3 separate regions of the Mus musculus genome follow, and all the other regions are linked to region 2. Evidence: chromatin contacts called from public ChIA-PET and promoter capture Hi-C data. All regions are on one chromosome and are shown on one strand. Each heading gives the region's core, a stretch centred on a gene start, on an enhancer-like site or on the middle of the called end of the contact. The rest is flanking DNA. Distances are from core to core; before and after follow the strand shown.

What was found. Promoter capture Hi-C pulls out the DNA fragments that hold promoters and counts their contacts. ChIA-PET counts read pairs in DNA pulled down with a chosen protein or histone mark.
Region 1: a promoter capture Hi-C map of macrophages shows a contact between it and region 2, with 5 read pairs. The contact joins the enhancer-like site here to the promoter of Ttc27 in region 2. A contact is called at or near these places in 2 of 39 promoter capture datasets (embryonic stem cells and macrophages), 1 of 15 datasets of contacts at CTCF or cohesin (the NIH/3T3 cell line), 3 of 484 Hi-C or Micro-C datasets (bone marrow-derived macrophages, nephron progenitors and stem cell-derived neural stem cells), 3 of 115 datasets of contacts at active chromatin or transcription factors (CD8 T cells, embryonic fibroblasts and embryonic stem cells) and 4 of 9 other capture datasets (adipose tissue, embryonic stem cells, liver and 1 more).
Region 3: an RNA polymerase II ChIA-PET map of memory CD8 T cells shows a contact between it and region 2, with 16 read pairs. The contact joins the enhancer-like site here to the promoter of Ttc27 in region 2. A contact is called at or near these places in 1 of 39 promoter capture datasets (macrophages), 1 of 15 datasets of contacts at CTCF or cohesin (the NIH/3T3 cell line), 1 of 484 Hi-C or Micro-C datasets (nephron progenitors), 2 of 115 datasets of contacts at active chromatin or transcription factors (embryonic stem cells and memory CD8 T cells) and 3 of 9 other capture datasets (adipose tissue, liver and pancreatic islet).

The regions. Positions count from the first base shown.
Region 1 is chr17:74,665,733-74,669,760 of GRCm38.p6, reverse strand. Birc6 (baculoviral IAP repeat-containing 6) reads right to left here. Exons shown (of 73, transcript NM_007566.3): 63 at 838-1,002. Among named protein-coding and RNA genes, the nearest start is that of Ttc27, 50 kb to the left of the region's middle. Within about 2 kb of position 1,565, at least 24 of the 459 cell types and tissues checked have an H3K27ac peak or open chromatin away from gene starts, as enhancers often do. A contact at or near this core is called in adipose tissue, bone marrow-derived macrophages and macrophages, where this site is marked.
Region 2 is chr17:74,716,481-74,720,808 of GRCm38.p6, reverse strand. Ttc27 (tetratricopeptide repeat domain 27) reads right to left here and starts at 3,059. Exons shown (of 20, transcript NM_152817.4): 1 at 2,798-3,059; 2 at 1,998-2,175. The coding sequence starts at 2,897.
Region 3 is chr17:74,751,621-74,756,085 of GRCm38.p6, reverse strand. All of the region lies in intron 9 of Ttc27 (tetratricopeptide repeat domain 27), which reads right to left. Among named protein-coding and RNA genes, the nearest start is that of Ttc27, 36 kb to the right of the region's middle. Within about 2 kb of position 2,720, at least 26 of the 459 cell types and tissues checked have an H3K27ac peak or open chromatin away from gene starts, as enhancers often do. A contact at or near this core is called in memory CD8 T cells, where this site is marked.

The sequences.
Region 1 (4,028 bases), core at 316-2,815, 50 kb after region 2:
CACGGGAGCATCACCACTGTCGCCTTTGGATTTCTCTTTCTGGGGAACTCAGGAGGCTCCCGTGGCCTCCACTTGGCCATGTGGGTCACCGTGACCTGAGATTCAGATGCTCGCTCGCAGTGTCACTTTAATGCGGTGCCGAGGACTGAATCCAGAGGGCCCATGAATGCTAGGCACACACGCTACTACGCTGCACTCCAAGTCCTCACTGCACTGATTCAGTCTGAGAGTGCTGGGACCTCAGAATTTATACTACAACGAGCATGCCATCTTAAAACTGCAAAGTAACACTTCAAAATGGCGGCAATTTCATTTATTTCTATGATATAAAGATGTCCCCTCCTATTTTCAACTTGCTTGATTGTGGAATCACTATAGAACAATTTGAACTGAGAGTGAGCTACAGGTACAGTTTAGCGGTGAGAGGTCCCAGTGCAGAATGGAGTACGAATACTGGGTTGTAAGCACAGGTCAGAGGCTTTACATTAAAACAAAGGCTAGCTAGCAGATGTTATGTTTCTAGAGAACATCTTGAAATCAAAGGATAATTGTATCTGAGGTGAGAAGCTAATTGAGGGGAATATATTTAGAATTACAAGCATAAAAGACCATTCTTTAAACCATGGCATTTATACTGTATTTGGAGAAGAAAGCAAAAGCAAGCCTAAGAATGCTGGAGCACATCTGTCATGATTACACTTGGAGGTGAAGAAAGGAAGATCAGAGTTCAAGGGCAGCCTAGAAAACATGAAACATCTCAGCAAAAAGAAAAAAGACAAAATACTTAATGAACTGAGTAAATCATCAGTACTGATAACAACCGACTCACAAGCGTACCTGCAAAAGGCAGGTCACATGCTCCTCTTCTAGCCTCTGTTTAGTTAAGGCTTGTTCCACGTCCCATCCTGATGCCGTGGAACCTGTGCCAAAGCCAGTCCCTTTGGCCCAGTACAGCTGCTGTTCTTCTGCTGATGTGGGGTTATGGGAATTTGACACCTGCGGCTTTTAAGAAGAGGAAAATTACTAGTATTTGGTATTATTTGTTTTTTTTTTTAAATTATCATTAGGACTATCCAAAAGATTAACAATATAAAAATCAATTTGGCCATTCATCAAAAAGTTGAAAACTACTTACTGTGACACTCCTAGGCATACACCAAACACAATGAAAACTGGTGCTAAAATAAACATTTGTATACACCCGCACACAGCAGTATTATACACTACAATCCAAGGATAAAAAGATCCCAAATGCTTGCCAATGAATGAATATATTGAACTAATCAAGGGAACACTATCCAGCTGCAAGAAAGTAGACTAATGCATGTTGTATAAAGAAAATTTGGAAAGAACACCAGAGAGACACAGACAGACAGACAGACAGACACAGACACAGACACAGACACAGACACACACACACACACACACACACACACACACACACACACACACACACACGGGTGGGGGAGGGAGGGAAGGAGTAAAGAAGAAGTAGGGAGAGGAGGAGGAGAAGGGGAGGGCAGAGGAGGAGGCAGAGGGAGAAAATAAATGAAAGTGAAAACTACTTAAGGCTCAAAGAATCAATGACTCAAAACCAAATAGAAACAGAAACACAGAAAAGTTTAAGCCAGACCATTTTAGGGCTCCAGTAAAAAACTATCTCAGGAGATTTCTCAATCAAAGGAGAAAGACAACTTCTATTTTTAGAAGGAACATATCAGAATGGCTAAGATCAAGAACTAAAAGGACAGCACATGGGGGTGAAGCAAGGGGAACACTCCTCACTGTTCGGATTAGGAATAGTTCTACCTCAAGACCCAGTATGCCACTCCTGGGCATATACCCAAAAGATGTTCCACCACCCCACAAGGACACTTGCTCAACATGTTCAAAGCAGTTTTATAATAAGTAATAGCCAGAAACTGGAAATAACCTAAATGCCTCTCCACTGAAGAATGGATACAGAAAATGTGGTTTATCTATACAATAGTAGACTACTCAGCCATTAAAAACCAAGGACATCACTTGGGAGGCAGAGGCAGGCAGATTTCTGAGTTCAAGGCCACCCTGGTCTACAGAGTGAGTTCCAGAACAGCCAGGGCTACACAGAGAAACCCTGTCTCGAAAAACCAAAAAAGCAAACAAACAAACAAAAACAAGGACATTATGGATTTCACAGGCAAATGGATGGAACTAGAAAATATCCAGAGTGAAGTATCCAAGACCCCAAAGGACATACATGGTATGTCCTCACTTTTAAGTGCATATTAACCATAAAGTACAGGATAATCATGCCGTAATCAACAGACCCAAACAAGGATGGCCCAAGGGAGGATAGATATCCCAGACGATGGAAAGAGGGGACGGAGAGGGTAGGGAGAGATCATATGTAGGAAGAACAGGGTAGAGGAAAGGGAAGTAGACAGTGGGAGGGCAATCTTTAGGATGTGCCAAAGACCTGAGATGGGAAGAGGTCCACAAGGTCTATAGAGGTGAATCTAGCTAAGACTCCTAGTAGTGGGGCATATAGATCCTGAAGTGGCTGCTTCTTGTAGCCAGGCAGGACTCCCAGTAGAAGGATAAGGACAGCAACCCACCAGAAAGCCTTCGACCCAAAATGTACCCTGCCTACAAGATGTGCAGGGACAGAGATAGAGCAGAGTCTGAGGGAATGGCCAACCAATGACTGCCCCAAATTGAGACCCATCCCATGGGTGAGAACCAATCCCTGACACTATTAATGATACTCTATTAAGCTTGCAGACAGGAACCTAGCATAACTGACTTCTGTCCCAGCAGCCAAAGGAACGAGATGCAGAGACTCATAAACAAACATAAGATGGAGCTCGGGAATCTTACAGAAAAGCTGGGGGCAGGACTGAGACCCAAAATGGAAAAAAGAAAAGGGGAAGGTAGAATGGGGGGAGAACTTACATGAGGGGATACTGTGAGGAGAGAAAGGGCTGATATTGGATTGATAATGAAGTGAATCAATAAATTTTAAAAAACTAAAATGGCATTCTTAGTCAAAAGAGGCACACTACTTCTATTTCTAGAGGTCACATATCTCAATTTTTTGTTGTTGTTCAAATGTGAGTGGACCAGGTATTTATTTCTGTAAGCATATAGATCAGTGGCGACTACAGTGTAACCCTGATAAAGAGACCAAGAAAAGGTCATATTGGTGATAAGGAAGAATAGAAAATCGAAACAGATACAGAAGTCAGGAAGGAAGATACAAAGTTAATGCTGTGCTAGTTTTATTCCTGTCATGGAGTTTTTTCTTTTTTCCTTTTTTTATAGTGGGTAAGTACATAAATATTAATTGAGGGCACAAGTTTAAAACACTAAGCAAAGCTCTTGGGCTTCAGAATGGCGATTCTAATAGAATACAGGTTCACTGAGATGTACAGAGTTCGCACTGGTGGAGTATTTGTCTGAATTAATCTAGTTGTGTAATTTTTTTATTTGTGAGTTCATTACAATAAACTGATTTTTATATTTAAAAAAAATATGAATAAAGAAAGAATGAGACAGTTCAGTGGCTAAAGACACTTGTTGACAAGCCTGACTACCAGAGTTTGACCTCAAGCTGTTACCTGCCCCAAACACATACATACACACACACATAATTTTTTAAATTAAATAATACAAAAACAAATACCTCAAGTATTATGAAAATTGGATAAAACCAAAAAAAATTTAGAAATATAACCTTAACCATAAAGGTTAATTCTTTATTTATGTGGGAAGTAAAATCTTTGTTTAAATTAAACAGAGTATGCACCCTGAAAGCATTTAAAACTAGGTATATTTTTTGTTGCTTTCACTGGAAGTATGTTCTAAGAGAAAATATTAGGTAGAAATAGTTTCTATAAATTGTTAGCTATATCACTGTAGATATATAACTAAGACATTCACTTCTTATAAGGTAGGCAATTAAACAGGCTATTAATACTTCATTGCTAGAGCAAGGTATGATGGTACAGGTAGAGCAGGCAGATCTCTGTGAGTCTGAAACCAGCCTG
Region 2 (4,328 bases), core at 1,810-4,309:
GTCTGTAACTCCATTTCCAGGGGATCATGGCCCTCTTCTGACCTCCAAATACACTGCATGGGCAAAATACCCATACATATAAATAAAAATAAATCAATCTTAAGTTAACATAAATGTAAACTAACTTAAACTAAATGTATAATGTGATCTCTATTCAGTTTCCATATTTAAAGTGCTCAATAGCCAAGAAGTAGCTACTGCTACTATACTGACCACAAAAGACACAGAATACCCCCAGCATCCAAATAACCTCTTGGAGAATGCAACCTAAAACACTGCAAACAAAGGGCCTCTTTTTGAGCTACAACTCTGGTCCACCTATAAATAATGCATTTGTGTGCAAGCATGTTGTATACAGGGAAGGAAGAGGAGGGTTGCAAATGGGCACCACTAGGCTAACTTTGCACAGTACAAACACATCAGCCAGCAAATAGGAATCAAGGAGAAAGCCAGGCCTCATGCTGAAGCCTGCAATCCCCACTAGAGGTGAGACAAGAGGATCACAAGTTCAAAGCCACCCTGGACCACTTAGTTTGACCCTGACTCAAAAGAAAAAGTATAAAAAAGAGCCAGGGATATAGATCAGTGATAGAATGCATGTCTGTTGAGTGAGAAGCCAGAGGCTCAATTCCAGTAACAAAAGAAGAAAGAAGAAAAGAACCAGAATAAAATATAAGCTGGGCATGGTAGTATATAACTATAATTCCCAAATTTGGGAAACTACAACAAAAAGATTATGCATTTGAAGCCAGCCTGCAGTTCACTGCAAGCTGCGGGATAAATGAGGTGATGCAGCAAGACACAGTCACAAACAACAGCAAAATCATGAGTGACGCTAGCAAAAATTAGAAAAAATGAGACAGAACTGCATTAGCTTGAAGAATAAGCAGCAGCATCCATAGTGACTATGAGTTATGCCTTTACTTATTTTTGCAACCCAACAACCTCACAAGATACTTGGTTTATTCCTCAAACAATTATATGAAACTTAGTCTGTAAACACCAGGGCAGAATGAAACTGTATGCATCCTAGATGGTTAGGAATTTTGGCCAGCTGTCATGGGTAGCTGAGAAGGGGAAGTGTTACCAAGCATACAATAATAAAACAGATGCCTCTAGAAGGCTTAGATCTGACTCATGTGCAGACATCCTAATGGAAGAACGTTAAACTGCGGGATCCATGATAAACACATGCAGTTCTCTCATCTCGCCAGAAATAACAGTCCAAACACAATAAACACAAATGCAAGTATCTCTCGGGAACCTAGAAACAGCAAGACTCAAGGTACATCTACCCACTTAAGAAAATGAACTCCACCCCCCCCCCTTTAAAGTGCATGCCTTTCATCCCAGCCTGTGGGAGACAGAGGACATAGATCTCTTGAGACTTCGAGGCTAGCCTGATCTACAGAGTGAGTTCTAGGCCAAAGCTACATAGCGAGACCCTATCTCAAAACAAAAAAAGCAAACAAACAAAAACCAACAAGCAACATAAAAGGAAAAAGCTGATGGCTAACACTTATCAGACCTTCACACTGGGATGATTAGCAGTGACCACCAAGGATGTGTCCTTCTAATACAAAACTCATTTAATCCTGCACCACTCTCCTTTTCCATTCTAGATCTTCTGGGCCAGAGACCTTACAGAGATTGCTTGAGACCAGTTATTTCAACAACTACTAAATACCAGGGCCTCACAGTGTCAAGGTGCTATAAAAGTTGATATTAGCCTATTCATTTATTCATTTATTTATTTGATTACATGAGTGTTTTGCCCAGGTGCATACATATATACTACACATGTACCTAGTGTCCATGGGTTAGAAGAGAGTGTTGGATATCCTAGAACTGGAGTTGTACAGTTGTGAGCCACCAAGTGGATGCTGGGAATTGAACTTGAGTCCTCTGAAATAGCAGTAAGTGCTCTTAACCACGAAGTCACCTCTCCAGCCCCCACCTAGTACGTTTCTCTGTGGAAATTTCAAATAAAATACTACCTTTCAATTTCTTCCAAATCTGTAGAGCAATCCAGGAAATTCACTATCTGCTTCTCCAGGTAGCTGTCAATCTTTTCTTCAGCCATCATTGTTGAATTTAAAATAGTTTGTGTCGTTGAATGGAAGAACAAAGCCTCATAGCTCCCTTCTAACAGCAATTCTAAGAAAACTCCAATATCTGTAATATTAAAAATGAGTCCAGTAAGGCAACAGAATTTCTTAAGTATAAATGATAATCCATTACATAGATACTTTAAGATGCAAAAGATATAAACAGCATACTGGCTGTATACTTTTATTCTACCAACAAATATCATGTCTCCTAGAAGTACAAAACCTACAATGACAGCAAACAATGACAATGATTGATGATGACGATGATGATGATAGGCATACTACCCTTCTTCAGGAAATTCACAAAGATTCCAATTGACACCGGAAAGTTGTCCTTCCTATCGTCAATATTCTCACACACACACACACACACACACACACACACACCGGCCCCAGGAAGCCAATCCAAACACATCTGTTCTCTCATGATTCCCTCACATTTCCCCCAGGCACATGTTGGTCTCAACATTTTTACAACACTGACTTTTTCCTGCTGAACTCTCTTTCACTTGTCAGTTCTACATTAAAAAAAACTCATCTCGTCTCTTTCGGAAACTTCTGTCACATGAGCAGATCGCAGACCATCAAGCGAAACTCCCTCACTCTTGACACCTCCTATGTACCCAGGGCTGGCATCCTTTGTCCTCACAGCTCTGGCACTAACCTAAAGTGCGCAGCGCTCTCACCTGAACCACAGATGCCCTCCTGCTTCCAAACCAGCCGCTCCGCCTCCGTGGAGAAGCCCCTCAGAAGCGCCAGCTCCGGCGTCCACATCATTCCCGGCATCGCTGCACCCGATACAGTGTCCCACTAAGGAGGAGAAAAACGAGAGGAGGAGGGTCCAAAGTCGCCGGCGTCTTGTTACGACGGATAGCGCTCACAAACTTAGACTCCCATGTGAGATTATACATGCATGGAGGCAGCCATGACAGCAACGCAGAGCATCATGGGAAAACAAACCCACGCTGGAGCAGCTTCCTTCTAGACGACCAATCGGAGACTCGGTTGTGAGCATGCGCAGACTGAGTAGTGGAAAAGAGTTGGGTGGGTCGGTCAGCCGGTCGCAGTAACCGGGAGTTGTTGCTAGTGGAGACAGTTGAACGCAATCCTGCTTTGGAACATGCGACTACCTGAGGCAAAGTTAAGTCCTTGGAGGTTAATAACTCGAGCCTTTTCTCCCCAACAGACGGAGCGCAGGCTGTAGAAGTTACTTCTAATGGAGCCCTTGAGCCCCAGGCTAGAACGAACTTCCTCGGCATAGGCTATAATTTGGATGATTCAAAGTGCAAGAAAACCAAACTCGAAGTGTAATCTTAGCACGGAGGAGGATGATGCAGGATAGTTGCAACTTAAAGGCCAGCCTGAGCTTCGCCCTTAGTTCCAAGCTAGCCACCTGGAGAAATGGCTCAACAGAGGACAAAGTTCTATTCCCAGCACCCACAAGGTGGTTCATAATGGCCTGTAACTCCAGAACATCGGTTACCGTCCTCTAGCCTCCCAGGCACAAGACCCATAAATGGTACACAAACATAGCTGCAAGCAAAAAATACTCATAAAATAAAGGCGGCGGTGGTACATGTCTTTAATCCCAGCACTCTGGAGCAAAGGCAGGTGGATCCTTGAGTTCAAGGACAGCCTGGTATACAGAGCTAGTTCCAGGACACCCAAGGCGACAGAGAGAGACCTTGTCTCAGAAAACAAAAACAAAAACAAACTAGAAAAAAAAAAGAATAATTTCTTTAAAAGGGGAGAAAGGTCTGGTTTTGATACTGTCATCACATAAACCTGGCAAGAGCCTGGAAGTTTCTGCAATTCAGTCGATAGAACCCAGAACACTTTGCTGACGTGGAAAAAAACCTGCAAGGAAATATATCCTCCCACAAGTGTGGCAGCTGCTGAGCAGAGAGTTGGCTGTTTGCCTCTTTTTTTTTTTTTTTTAAGAGAATAAATGTTTTCTTTCTCACTCTGCTTCACTGTAGAAAAACAGCCTGTGCAGCCCAAGGTAAAATTAAGACAGTACTAAGGACTGTCCTTCACCTGACATTATACAACACTCCCCTGTGCTCCTGGGCATTTCTAGTGAGAAGGAGGTCTTTTGATCAAGACCCTGGAATAGAGTGGGTGAGTTACAATATTATATGACACAACATTGTTACCTGAAATAAGGAATCCATATAGTCACTGATTTTTTGGTAGGGTCTCACCAAGTAACTTCTG
Region 3 (4,465 bases), core at 1,471-3,970, 36 kb before region 2:
AATTAAAAGCATTCCAAATGTCACTGACTTGGCTCATCTGAAAGGAAATAACGCAGCTTCCATAGCTCATTTTAAATTATTGAGCCAACACAACATAAATAGTTTTCTAAAACAATATACGTTATTTTCACTATGACTCCCAAAATGTGTAGAAAGGATTTCTCAAAAACAGCACTACACAATGACTGTCTTAAACTAGGAGAGCAATGGCTTCCAGGACAAGCTTCAAGGATGTACAAAAATGTCATAAGTAAGCCTGTCAGCTTGTATGCTTATTAAAATATTTTAATAATAATTTAATTTAAAAATTATCTCACATATATTTCCACATGCCATACCAACATGAAAACACTGGCAAATTTTCTCCACAAAAAGAGATCTTATCGTTATCTTAGGAAATATTAACTAGATCAGTAAAAGTCAGTAAAATACAGAGCCAACATAAGCCCACTATTTAGTTGAGAATCATGCATAAATATTGGTAGGTTTTTTTTTTTAATATTAGTTTAAAAAAAAAAAACCTCCTCAGTTTCTAGAAACTAAAGAGTATCCCAAACTAAGGAGGCTAAGGCTAAGATTTTTGAGTGTGAAGCTAGCCTGGGACACATAACTAACTACCTTCTACCTGAAAAAGCGAAGTGTGTGTGTGTGTGTGTGTGTGTGTGTGTGTGTGTGTGTGTGTACACGCTTGAGTATGTGTGTATTTACCAAGTGCAAAATAGCCATGATCACTTTCCCCCCAATAACTTCCAGTCTTTTACAAGATATTAAAATTTATATTGAAAAAAATGTATATTGGATAGCTCTTTCATCATGCCCCAGAGTTATAGTCTCAGTGGCAGATCACCAGAGCACGGGAAGGGACATCCAGCAAGGCAGTGCTGCTCTGTCTTGCCTCTCTCCCTTCTCCGCGTCCACAGGCAGTTCCAAACATGTCTGCTCTGATGCTGCTGCTCCTCAGTACTGAGTCCTTAGTACTCCTGAGTGCTAAGGACCCAGCTTTCCCTCACTGTGCAGCACGTTTACGTACACTGTACATTTGAGAGCAAGCTTTCGGCTGAGGGGAGATGGGGAACTGTGGTTCTCCTTACTGTCATGTAGTGCTACCTAAGTTATGGAGAGAGGCAGAACAGCGTGGGCACAGAACGGAAGTCAGCCCGACGCCTGGGCTGGGCCACTTCACCCATTCTCAGTCTGGATAACATCCTTAGTCCTGAGCAACAAGCAGGACTGATGCACCGAAGTCTGCTTGCGAGCTCAGCCATCCAAGCTAGGAAGTTAAAAAGCTACTGAAGGAAGATGACTGCACAGCTGGTGGCTAGATAAACAAAAATGAGCCTAGCCAAAAGAGGCACAGAGACAAGGTAAGCACTCAGAGTGGGACAGGGCCTGAAAGTGCCCACCCATCTTGTCTCAGACACACCTGAAGTTACACAGAATACGCTGTCCCTCAGATTCTGTGAGAGTTGGCTCCAAGTGCCATAGGAAATACCGAAGAAGTCCCTCACAGGAAGTGGTTGGTATCTGCATACAGCACATACCCTTGTTCTTTTTTTTTATGTATTTATTTACTTATTTTAAATGTGCTCTGTCTACATATACACCTGCATACCAGAAGAGAGCATCAGATCCCATTACAGATGGTTGTGAGCCACCATGTGGTTGCTGGGAATTGAACTCAGGACCTCTGGAAGAGCAGTCAGTGCTCTTAACCACTGAGCCATCTCTCCAGCCCATCCTTGTTCTTTAAGTCACCTCTTGTTACTATAAAGCCTAAAACCAAGTAACTGCTACAGAACCTGGTATTATTCTGTATTATTAGGGAACAATGACAAGAAGGTCTGCACGTGCGTAAATCACATACGCCTTTTTCAAATATTTTAAATCCTTGGTTGACTGAGTGTGGTTGCAAAGCTACTGATGTAAAAGGACAGCAATATAAAGAAACTTCATCCTGAAGGTCAAAAGCCACTCCCGAGTCACCATGTTACTGACTTTGGAATCCGTTACAAAAAGAGGCAGAGGAAGGCCAGATGGATAAAGAGAAGAGTTGCTGGGGACAGAGTTGAATTTCCCTGATGTAAGTGCATGCTTCAGTTGAGACAAGACAAGGGGACAGTGTAGAGCCCAGAGTCCTCAAGGAGGCCCTCCCAGTCTCCATGTTCCCCACAGGTCTTTCCTAGGGGAATGGGGGGGGGGGTGGCTGTTTGTTTGGATCTTCTTGAAGACAGGCTTCATGTGTCCCCTGGCTGGCCTCCCTTACTGCGTATTTAAGCGTGACCTTTAACTTCTGATCCTCATCACTCCATCTGCAGAGTTAGGGATCACAGGCATGCACACGCAGTTTATGCAGTACCAGGAATTGAGCCGAAGGCTTATACATACTAGAGGAACATTCTACCAACTGAGCTATTACAGCCCCAGCACACTGCAGTACTTCTTAGAAATTAAAGATTTACTCAAAATAACAAAGAAGTCTCCTTAGAAAAGTTAGATCTGGCATTTGAGTCTCTGTAGTCACGAAGAGATCAGTGCTGACTGGGAGGAGAGCCAAAGGAGAAGAGAGCAGAAAACGTGCCTGACAAACAGTTCTCGTGGGTAAAGTATGAAAGTTAAATTCATGACTTTCATTGTAAACTGAGAGAGATGAGCTGCCCACATCAGAGCCACCAGCTAAGAAGCTTGCAAGTACCTCATGCCACAGAGAAATGAGAACAGATAAAGACAACCTGAAGACTGGGGGAAGCTTTCCCTCACTCACAACAACTGTGCTGTTAAGAGATTGGTGTAGTGTTTCACAGGAACTGGGGAGGACACACATACACAAATGTGTGTGAGACCAACGCAAAATGATGGCATTAGCGCTGCTCACCCCACCACAAAGCCCACTGAGAACATTTCCTGTCATCTGCCCTGTCAGTGCTGACCTCTGTTGTCAGTGGAGACCCAAGCCTCCAAGACACACATTGCCTGGACACTCGTCTCCTCTCAGCCCTGTACACCCCGCTCTCGCTCTCTCTCTCTCTGAGGGTCACTCCCAAACCTCATGTCCTGCCCCACTGCCCCATTTTAGAAGGATCTGTGTTCCACATCACCTTCCCACTGAGGTATCCCAGACCACCCTGCTAAACAACACTTACCCATCCCACTTTATAGCCCTCCTCAGCACCTCAATTAAATATCTATTTCTCTCTTTGTCTATGTACTTTCATGTAAATTAATTGGAACTCCAGAATAAAAAAGATACTGTTCAATATTGTATCCCCACTGAGGATCAGGACACCTGTTCATGGTAAATATGTCAGAGTTACTAGCTGAGTGAAAGGACGGCTATTTTATGTGCATTGAAAACAATGTTGCCACTTTGCTTGCCAGATTCTTTACAGCACGTGCATTAATAAATAAGGCATTTCCATATAGTCAGCTAAAGCTATGAGATAATGGCAATGCCCACGGTGCTGAGGAATGGGAAGAGTGGGAAGACAACCCAGAGCACCAGAGGACTCCAGCAATAGCTTCTAACCCAACCAAGAGAGTGGGATGAACAGTCTGCAAAGCTCCTACTGCAGAACAAATGGGCCAGTTTTCCTTTCTACCTATGAAAAGTTCTTTCTTTTGTCTTATCTGGAAAACGGCAAAGGAAGAAAGAAAGTGAACTCGGTACTCCCGGTTATTAAGGATACCTCTGGCAAAATCACAAGGAATTTTGATTCCTTCAAGAAAATATGTACCAAGCACGGCGTGGTGGTACACATCTTTAATCCGAACACTCCGTAGAAAGTGGTAGGCGGATTTCTGAGTTCAAGGCCAGCCTGCCCTACATAGGAAGCTACAGCACAGCCAGGGCTATCTAGAGAGACCCATTAAAAAAGGAAAGAAGATGTGCAACCTTTTCCAATCACAAAGGCAAAGCACAGTGAGTCTCCCCGTCCTCTCTGACACACTTCTCTCTTCTTGGATTTCACATCTCCCAACATCTATTCCCCAGCTTTTCTTTTTTCTTTTTTCTTTTTTTTTTTTCTTTAGAAGTCAGAGCCCCTAGTAACTAGAGTTACAAGCAGCTGTAAGCTGCCTGATACGGGTCCTCTGAGAGAATGGCAAACATTCTTTTTTTTAAGATTTATTTATTTATTATATGTAAGTACACTGTAGCTGTCTTCAGACACTCCAGAAGATGGAGTCAGATCTCGTTACGGATGGTTGTGAGCCACCATGTGGTTGCTGGGATTTGAACTCCAGACCTTCGGAAGAGCAGTCGGTCGGGTGCTCTTACCCACTGAGCCATCTCACCAGCCCCATCCCCAGCTTTTCATTTTGCTGCTCTGCCTCCCCAGCCTGGGTCCTGATCTGTCATCTTCCCTCTCTAGTCAACTGTAATGAGGTGACTATGCAAAATTCCCACAAACAGTGCTCCAGGTCAGCAATGAACACCCTGTCAAATCCCACAGCCACTTCCGTCTGTCCT